Linked DNA regions of Mus musculus: regions 2 and 3 are each linked to region 1. The links are chromatin contacts, called in public Hi-C and promoter capture Hi-C maps. All regions are on one chromosome and are shown on one strand. Each heading gives the region's core, a stretch centred on a gene start, on an enhancer-like site or on the middle of the called end of the contact. The rest is flanking DNA. Distances are from core to core; before and after follow the strand shown. Region 1 has its middle 42 kb from the start of 1700025K04Rik. Region 2 holds the start of Lrig3 (leucine-rich repeats and immunoglobulin-like domains 3). Region 3 has its middle 10 kb from the start of Gm29944.

The links. Promoter capture Hi-C pulls out the DNA fragments that hold promoters and counts their contacts. Hi-C and Micro-C count contacts between places; a contact is called where the count stands out from the background.
Region 2: a contact with region 1 is called in a promoter capture Hi-C map of hippocampal neurons, with 4 times the contacts expected there. The contact joins the promoter of Lrig3 here to the enhancer-like site in region 1. A contact is called at or near these places in 2 of 39 promoter capture datasets (hippocampal neurons and liver), 4 of 484 Hi-C or Micro-C datasets (cerebellar granule neurons, cerebral cortex, embryonic fibroblasts and 1 more), 8 of 115 datasets of contacts at active chromatin or transcription factors (astrocytes, craniofacial prominence, embryonic forebrain and 5 more) and 1 of 9 other capture datasets (embryonic stem cells).
Region 3: a contact with region 1 is called in a Hi-C map of cranial neural crest, with 2.4 times the contacts expected there. The contact joins two enhancer-like sites.

The regions. Positions count from the first base shown.
Region 1 is chr10:126,328,395-126,331,761 of GRCm38.p6, forward strand. No RefSeq gene overlaps it. Among named protein-coding and RNA genes, the nearest start is that of 1700025K04Rik, 42 kb to the right of the region's middle. Within about 2 kb of position 2,092, at least 31 of the 459 cell types and tissues checked have an H3K27ac peak or open chromatin away from gene starts, as enhancers often do. A contact at or near this core is called in cerebral cortex, embryonic fibroblasts, forebrain and 1 more, where this site is marked.
Region 2 is chr10:125,964,782-125,967,876 of GRCm38.p6, forward strand. Lrig3 (leucine-rich repeats and immunoglobulin-like domains 3) reads left to right here and starts at 1,438. Exons shown (of 19, transcript NM_177152.5): 1 at 1,438-1,930. The coding sequence starts at 1,695.
Region 3 is chr10:125,947,192-125,950,539 of GRCm38.p6, forward strand. No RefSeq gene overlaps it. Among named protein-coding and RNA genes, the nearest start is that of Gm29944, 10 kb to the left of the region's middle. Within about 2 kb of position 1,305, at least 29 of the 459 cell types and tissues checked have an H3K27ac peak or open chromatin away from gene starts, as enhancers often do.

The sequences.
Region 1 (3,367 bases), core at 842-3,341:
TAGAAAGGAGGAAGGAAGGAGGGAGAGAGGAAGGAAGAAAGGAAGGGTGGAAGGGAGGAAGGAAGGAAAAGGAGACTAAGATGGTAAAAGAAAATTTGTATCATAAAACAATAAAAAAAATTCCAACTTGAATATACTGATCTTGACACTTAAAAGTCAAAATGAAATGTCCCAATACACACAGATGGGCTCACTGGAGGCAGCCTCGTGTTCATCCAGATATTCAGATGCGGTTCCTCCGAGTCAGTCAGTTTCCATACCTCCGTGTACTGATGCAGTGAGCATTCCTTGTACCTTCCTCATCCCTGAGCTTCAGCCAATTCCTTCTCCACATCCTATTCTTCATGCTCTCGTTTTCTCTCTCTCTCGCCCCTCCCCCATTGGGTCCCCCTCTCCCAATGCTTAAAGCTCCATCCATTCCTAAGACTTGCCTTATTCTGTGGGTTTTGTTAGAGTTAAAATGTCCACCGGGTCCGTAGTTTAGAAATTCAAATATTTTAAAGGAGTCTAAAGAAATCTATATGAAGTTTGCACCAGAATTATCTTTTCTTCAAGATGGCGGCATTAGAGTGGCTAAGTCCCAGTATCATGCATGTGTGCATGTGCTGTGAAGCGGCTTTTTCCTGTCTGGTGGTTTGTGCTTCCATCACTAATATCAAACAAAGAGAACTAACTCCACCTCGTACTGCAGTTTGAATGAAGCCCTGACATTTTTGGCTAGCTTCCTCTTCGTTAGTAGTAGTTCTAGACTCCTGTTGATTTTAATCAGGTCTTGGACTCATAGGGCTCACAGAGCTATCACCCACTTTGGTAGATGTGTGGTTTTTATTATAGTGGAAATTTCTTAACATAGAATTTCCTCTTACGAGCTCTTTCTTACTCCACATAAATGTGTCTTTATCTAAAGCCTTGGAGAATACAAAAGCATTGGCTTTACTGTGGATGATCTCTAAGATGCCCCCCCCCCCCCCATCTCTCAACCCCTCTCTCTTCTCAGCCCATTTGTCAACCCTGTAATTGTACCCGGTCAGCCACCCTTGCCAGATTCCCCAATCTTTCTTTTACCACTCACCATGGCTCCAGCTCTCTGCTCTGCTAATCTCCCTGATGCTCAACGGCAGGCCCCATCCTTCATCTTCCCAGAATCTTCTTTGATTTGCCGCTCTTCCAATTCTGAGAGGCATTGGCTCAATACTACCAGTCACCCCCTTTCCTACCTCCTTCAGCGCCCAGACGTCAAGATGTGTTTTTCTTAAACCCTTCTGATGCCTTGTGGACTGTTAGTTAGACCGTTGTCTTTTCTTTCCCCAGTTTCTTTGTCTTTAAACTTCAATTTTATTTCCAGTGTACCTCTTACTTAGTCCATAAATTGCTTTGACTGTCTATTTTCTGCCGGATCTTGCTTATAAAATTTTTTGTACAAGCTATATCAACAGTGAAGTCCCAGGAATCATTTTAGATATATCTGTGCACAGGGTAGAGGTTGGAGGAGGGGGGTTACTCTTCTCGCATCTACAGTCGGTATTGTGACCCAAGGCAACATGACATAGAGACATGTGGGAGACACTGTGCAGTCTATCTTCTTGCCACCAAAAGAATGGGAAACTGGAGGCAGGAAGCAGGAGAGAGAAATTTTGCCTGAAATGACGGAGAAACCCACACAGTTTCAGAATCCTCATCACCCTACACTATCAAGTAACCCCGATCTAAGGTCAAACAGGAAAACAAGTTACAATAATAATATTAATAATAATAATAAAATAGAATCAGACTATTGCCAAATTGAAAGTTGCAAGTTACCTAGATGACTCATGGTTTTGGTTGCTGTGTAAATTCTAATCATCCTGGCCTTTTGAGCAGAGTAGGGGATTTTATTTATTTTTGAATAGCAGGAAGGAAAGCAGCAGAATAAAGAAAAACACAAGAAGAAAGAAATCTAGTTATGGGCTTTCCGGGACATCTTTCCTGGGTAGGGCAGGTTTGTGATCCTCAGTTTATAGATTTACTTTTTTTTTCCCCCTAAGCAGGCTGGGCCACAGCTAAGCTAAATGGCTTTGACAATTCAAGCGGAGGGTTTAGCCCTAATTCTCCACCCCACTCCCTCCATATAAGGCCAATGCTGAAATTCAAAAAAAAAGGAAAAAATAAAACAGAAGCCAGCTCCAGCTCCACCAGAAGGACAATTTGGGGTATATGAAGGAGCAGTTTGTATTTCTGCTGAGTTCAGAAAAGATTCATTTAGATGCGGCTATGAAATTGAGTAGGTAGCCAGGAACTTAGTGAAATTGCTGGCCTGAGGGCAGAGCATGCTCCGGGCAGCGCCTGCCCTTCACGTAGCGCATGCGCAGTCTGGGCCGAGGCCGGCGGCTCGTGCGGTGCTTCACTGCCACCTACAGGAACTGTGGCCGCCGAGCCAGCGTCCTGGGTCAGGCCAGCCACCCTCTAACAACTTGCTGTGTGTGCTTTCTTACTGGAAGACTGTAGTTAATTTTTCATCAAGAGTAATTACTGTGTGAAAAGTCCAGGTCACTGTTTAATTAACTCCAACGATAAATGAACTGGATAACCTTAAGGGCTTCGTTTCCTTGCTGCAGGAAATTTGCTTTTAACTCCCCCCACCCTCAAGGTTCCTTTTTTAAAAATGAATTAATAAATGCCTAAATCATTAAATCATGCACTATACTATTATTTGCTTTCCATGCACAATTATACAAAAGAGAACGGTTGTCTGACAGCAGAAAGTTTTCCCTAAGTTATTCCCTCCCCCACCCCACCCCCCACAAGGACACTCAGAACTGCATAAATAGAATTCCCTTAACTTGAAGCACGTGTGTGTATCTCGCGGTTGAAATATGATTAGAGGTCCCTATCTCCACAGAAAAGGTTATTACAAGGTATTTTGCATAGAGCTGATTCCCAAGTGATGTCCCCCAAGCAGGAGACATTTAAAGAAGACGATCTTACAAAAGTGTTCTCTGTGTGTTTTCACACTGTTTCTCCGTTAGATGTAGCAGGATACATTTTTGGGTGGGGCTAAGATATCCAGTGAGCCCTGAGAAGTTCAGTACCGAGCCATTTGGTAACCCCCGTGGTGTTTTGGTGGCCGACTTAGCCACTATAGCAAGCCTGAACACGGAGTTTACTAGATCAGACACAACAGTATACGAAACCATTTCCCAACCTCTCCTTTTCTTTCTCTCTGCACAAACAAATCCTTCAAAGACAGTGATTCTAAAACATTTCAAAGGATTCAGAGGGCACAGAAAAGTCGAGCCTGCTTTTCTGGGCTTTCCAGTTCATCAGCCACAGCAGTAATGCTGACTTATTGAAAATCATATGAAAATCGGAGAGATAATTAGAGCTCGTT
Region 2 (3,095 bases), core at 188-2,687, 360 kb before region 1:
AGGGTGTGCCAACTTCAGAGTCTTTTATTTCCCCATGAATGGCCGTGCTTACACAGGTGAACGCTACAGTGCAAGTCAATGGTCATGGGGTTAAAGTCTCAATTCCATCAGCTATCTCATCCTGCATCAACTAGCTGATTAAGTAACCCAAGTCACAGACATGCTTGGGCAGATACCATGCAGCCAACAACCTACAGAAACAGAGCCTTAAAATTAGTTTATGTCACCCTACAAAATGTTAGGTATCTCTTTGGGACCTATTTTCCCTGAGGTGTTAGCAGATCAACTCTGAGGTCTCCATTATTTTCAACACCTTGCTACCCAGGTTACAGGCTGAGTACATCCAGACAGACTTCAGGGGTGCCTGGTATTTTGGTTCTACCTCCTCCCTCAATATACCCCACAGACAGATAAGCTTATTTAAGTCTGGTAGACTTTTCAGTCAAGAATGTCATCATTCAAAAGGCAGGTAGACTAAGGTAAGTGTGTGTGTGTGTGTGTGTGTGTGTGTGTGTAAGCATGTGTGTGCATGTGCACGTGTGTTTGTGCGTGCGTTCGTGTGTGCATGCGCACGTGTGCTTTTTCTTTCAAGGTCTTAGCATATATTAGTGTGGTTGCTTTTATTCTTCTTAGCTACTATTGTTTGGAATCTGATTGCCAACTTGGATTTATTAATTTATTATTTAGTTTATTAATTTATTTAGTTATTTATTAATTTATTATCATTCCCTCCAGCTCCATCTATTATAAACCAAGCTCCCATATCCCAAACCATGTCCTTTGTCCATCCATCTAGCCATCCATCCATGTGCACATACGTTTGAGACAGGGTCTCACTGTGTTGTCCTGGCCGGCCCGAAACTCATAGGTCTGCCTGCCTCTTCCATACAGTGCTGGGTTGCCAGGCTATACATATACATCATATACAAATACGCATACATATACATTATATATGTCCAATTTATGGGCATAAAAGACCTCACTGGCACCGATATTAATTTTTTTTATGAAAGCCACTGTTTCATTCGCCAACAATATAATAATCGACACAGTTCTCTCGCTAGGAATTGAAAGGCCTTGGAACACTGCAACTACTTTAACTGTACTCTCTAAAGTTTCCCTTAAGTAACTGCAGCTCAGAGCACCAGCCGGCTCAGTCCTTCGCTGGCTCGCTCCTTCGCTGGCTCGCTCTTGCCCTCCCATTCCATCTGATCTATGGTTCTCAGGACATAGCGGAGACTGCTGGCTGCAGACGCTGGAAAATGTAACTCGGAATTTCCTACAATCTCAGCTCCACTTTCTCCCGGGCGCCGGCTCGGGGCTGGAGCCTTGTTATTGTCACGTGGCCGCGGGTGCCAGGCGGGCCAATGGGCGCGCGCCCGCCTTCTCGCCCCGCCTCGCCGTTCCGCCGCGCCGGGACATCGCGCCCCGCCGCCCGCCGCAGGCGGAAAAGTTTCTCGGCGTGCCATCCCGTTCTCGGACGCCGCTCGGGCTGCCTTCACCGTGGCTGCCGGTCCTCCGCTGCTGGCTCTCCCGCTGTGCAGGGGCATGCGAGGCCTTCAGTGCGGGGACTGAGCCACCAGGAGCACGAGGCGGCGATCGGCGTGTCCAGCCCGGTCTGGGAGTCGGTGCTTTTGGGGGTGCGCGAGGTTGTAGAGCTCCGGGCCGAACCGGAGGCGGCGGGGCGCGCGGCGATGGGTGCTCCCGGACTCCGAGCGGCCACCGCGGCGCTGGGACTGCTGCTGTGCGCGGGGCTGGGGCGCGCGGGCCCGGCGGGAAGCGGAGGCCACGGGGCTCCCGGGCAGCTCTTGGACGACGATGCGCAGCGCCCGTGTCCAGCCGCCTGCCACTGCCTCGGGGACCTGCTGGACTGCAGCCGGCGGCGGCTGGTTCGCCTTCCCGATCCTCTCCCGGCCTGGGTCACACGGCTGTGAGTATCAGTATCATTCCGGTGGGGTGAAGGAGACCGGCCCGCCAGGGGTGCGAGACCAGAAGAGTCCGCCTAGGCCCGGGGCTCAGAGCGCACTATACAGCGCCCAGGCCGCTACCGGAGCCCTGTGGGGGGACTCAGTCTCCCTCTGCATCCGCGCAGGTGGGTTCTTGAGTCGCCACTCCTAGGCCAGCAGACCCGACGCCTGCGATTGGGAGCCAGTCTGCGAGACACTGTATTTTGCAAGTTTTCTTCTGAGTTTATGTAGGAAACTGGCCCAACTGTAGCTTCTCAGGGGTTAGTTAGGGTCCCTAGACGGTCACTGCAGGCGCGCCTTTCTCTTATAACCCCCCTTGCTCAAGCAAAGCCGCACAGACTTTTTCTCTCCGCAGTGCTTAATTTCACATTAGCAGACCATCAGCCTCGCTCCCGGGCCACTTTGAAATGCGTCTGCGTCTTGGTTACTGTGAGAAGTTGGGTGCGAAGACTGATCGGGTAGATTAAGCAAAGGAAGTAGGTTTTCACAACCGAGATCTGGGCAAGTTTAGAGCCTGCGCTGAGTGCTGTTTGGCGGATTTTAGCTGGGAAGCCAGAAACCCCGAAGTCACTGCCAACTGTGTGGATAGAACACGGAAGAAAATATAATTTACTTGGAAATGCGAGTCCTTACAAATGTCAGCTCTCTTTATTCTCTCCCAACCCCTAATTTTGTTAAAATTGGAGGGGGCGTTTAAGCCATAAGCAAAAAAGCAAAAGTTGCACTTAAAAAAAAAAGAAGTTGTCCCGTTTAAAAGAAATCAAATCACTTCATACTTAAAGATTCTGAAATTTAGGCCTAGCAGACATTCTCAGCTCTTAAACACTCGTAGGTCCTGACAATATTGGCCAGGCGGCTTAAGAAATCGTGGTTTTGATCCAGTGTCCCAACCTACATTGTTTCATCAGTTATAAGCTGTTGACCATCAAACAACACGCTCTCTTAAAAGGGAGTTTAATAAGGAAATAGAATTAACGAGAATTGGATTGATATTTAATGGCTGATTATGGAATGTCTGATGTAGCAGCTTTTATTACTCGTGAAAGGGGAGATAAAGACCTGAGCCTGAAGCAGGAAGACTTTCAATTAGTTGTGGCTAATTCCATTCAATTGCCTCTTGCCGGGTGG
Region 3 (3,348 bases), core at 55-2,554, 380 kb before region 1:
GAATCATTTATCCAGCTCCTGTACTGATGTTTTTAAAATACAGAAGTCCCAGGTATTCACAGGGTTGCTTGTGCAGAGAGGGCGTAATATGAGAATGTTGGTTTCTAGTCATACTTTTCCTTGTCTTTTATCAACTTTGGACAAGTATGGGCAATACTTTCAATTCTGTGAAAATAGACACACCCATTGAAGACACAAAGTATGTCTCACGGTGACAACTTCCAAACCTTGGAATCCAAAGCTTATACTCAAGAATGCCATCCACGGCAAATGAAGAGCGTATGCGACCGGCCAAACTTCTAGCATATGTGTGTGACTTCTAAGGCGTGACTTCAGCTTCTTGGGTTGAGACGGATCCTCCAAGCTACTAAGCTATCATTTAAGCCTTCTCCTGATCACATAAGTGTCCGATTGATCCGTTCCTAACTGACACACTTTATTTACATCTAGTCTTTGAAGGCATACCCATACCCTAACACCGCCAGAAGTGGGTACAAGCTGTTTTGTTCAGTTGTACTCTTGCGTTAAAAATATCACTCATGAGAAAGAAAAGGCTCCGAGGTATTGAAAAGGACTCCCCATTCTGAAACAGAACTTAACCCTGTAGGGTTATCACCACAGACAAGGCTGGCAAAGTATCATGGGAGTCAGAGAACAGCATGGGGCGTCTTAATTTGTTTTACAAGCTGCCACCCCCAAGAGTATAAATAAGACCTGATAAGAACTATAAGCTTTCCAAATCTCTGATTTATTTGTCCCCTCAGTCCAACCACCTAACGTGCTCTCTGAAAAGCTCAAATTTCTGCCCTGGGAATCCCATGTCATGTTTAATTCAGTTGACAGAGGCAGACCCTCCTCTTCTAAGGGAAGCTTAGAGGCCCACATTCAAAAGAGTCTTTCATGTGTTTTATATTTAAATTTATAAAACTAAAACTAACCAACTTCTGGGACAAATAACGTACCAGTTCTGAAATAGGTTTGTTGGATATCTTCATTGCTTTGCGCCTTGCTTGGGACATGGTTTCTTTCTTTCTTTTTCTTTTTTTCTTTTCTTTTCTTTCTTTCTTTCTTTTTTTTTTTTTTTTTTTTTTGACCACGCAATGTAGAGACTGAAGAAGCCCTTCAAACTAATTCTCTTGACAGAGGGGATAATTACAAAATGAACCGATTACAGCTGGTTTAGAGGATGGCAGTTGAGGCAAGCAAAAACTGGATTTCATTCACTGGGCAGCCAGCTCCCTTCACAGAAGCAGATAGCAAGACTTGCAGACAGACTAGATTCTATCGTTCAGAAGCATCGAGACCCACTGCTTGAGGTTGGATGACAAAGAGTGCAGTTATTTTTTTTTAAAGAAAACGGAGTGAAGGAAAGAAATGATGCGTTTGTTTGCAGTATCTCAGCAGCTGCTGGCCATGTAACTCTGGATCTACCAGGGAGCCCATCCGTTCTCACTCCACTTTGTTATTGATGGACCCCACGATCCTGCGAATGTTGCTTCAACCCCCTGGCTCTTGTTTTAAAATAAACTGCATTTTAAAAATAAAATTACAGAGGGATTTATACAAAATAATTTAAAATATATCAGTGAAAAAAATTAACTTTTCTCTCCATTGTTGCCTTACGATGACATAAAACAGCTGGGTCCTGGCCCGCGTTATCCATCGAAAGGAAAGAAAATACACCTTAAATGGGTTTTGTTGCCAAATTCGGAGGATATCTCAGACGATCTGATTTTAAAGTCTAAGCCCCATGGAATTTCACTCTGGGGCCTTCATGGCAAGCATCCAGTGCTCTGCACTGCCAGAGGATAGAGAAAAAGTAGACTGGGATTTCAAAGCCGAAAGGGCAGGCAAGCCAACACTGAGGGAGCATCGATCAGCAAAGGCCGCAACTCCCGCAGCCAGCTCAAAAGCGAAAGGAGTAAGAACTTATTAATTTGAGGAATGTTAATTATTTTTGTGAACCGATGCCAGCCAGAGTAGTTAAAACACAGGTTTCAGTTTGTAGAGGAGGGAGGGGAGAGGGCGATTGCATTAGGAGGTGTTTGCAAAGCCTTTCTGTGAGGTCTCCTCCGCACAGCAGGGGTGCCCACACCTCCCTCCCCTCCCAACCCCCCACCAACTCCAATCCTTTGGACCTGCTTTAACCAGTTAGTGCCAGTGTGAGGTTTTAACCATCTTTCTTTCCTGATTCCTTTTCCACGTCATAAAGACAAAGCATGAACCTGGTGGGTAGAAGCTGCTTTCCAGTTTCTTCTATCTCGTTCATGCTATTCCACTTTAGATCCTATCTCTCTTCCGAGGACTCACCCCACAGCCCGAGCAATGGCCACCTCTTAGTCCTTGTCACTCAGTTTGGTGTATATGCGGTTTGACCTACTCTTTCTGAGCTATCACGCCCTGCCCCACCACCCTGTCATGGTTTCCACCACCCAACCTTATTCACATGAGTTCTCACAGCCACCGTCCACCTGGCTATTTCTCTCCAGTTGAGACACAGGGACTTGACACGGAATCACCTGGCTATTTCTCTCCAGTTGAGCACCGGAACTTGACACGGAAAGTCTAGACCCACGGATTTCTTGGTATGCTTGTGCTCTGTATGAACAGATTTCATGAATTCACTACGGTCACCACACGAAGGTCACCTGAAACTCAACCTTGTGTCTTTCCCCCCACCCCCACCCCTTTATCCTGAACAAATTGCGTTTTACTTTGGCTTCACTTTTGTATACCCTTGACTCACAGAAGCAGTGCGCTCTGGCTAGCCGTAGTTCAGACCGCCCATCTGAGTGTCCATGGTTCATACCCTGGCTCTGAGCTCTCTCTAGAATCTTTTCCTCAAAGACTTCACATCCTCATAGCGGCGCCACTGTGTCCTCAGATACTGACACCGTTTCCTCTACGGATGATCGTGACCTCTAACTCCTGCTCCAACCATCCACATCAAATTACCTGATGGGCGCTAAGCATGTAGCCAACCCAATGTAAAAGCACAACAGGATTTCTACAAAAATTCTCCCCCCTGTTTTCCCATCTCTCCCTGGCCCGTTCCTGCATTGGGTACTTGAGTTCATTGCGACTCTCTCCAGTGTCTAGCTAGGACTCAGTTGTCTTTTCTCCGTATCTGCTTATCATGGCAAACTCACTTGACTCTGGAAAGACTGCATCATCTTGAGCTCCTCTGTGTTGATTAGCAGCTGCTAGCCGAGACAGACACTCCTCTCCATACACTGAGAGCATTGAGCTTTTCCAGTTTGCTTTTCTATCACTTCATTATTTTTCTCATGTGACAACTATATTTAAATTGCGCTGTAAAGAAGGGAAAATGTGATCCAATGTTACACG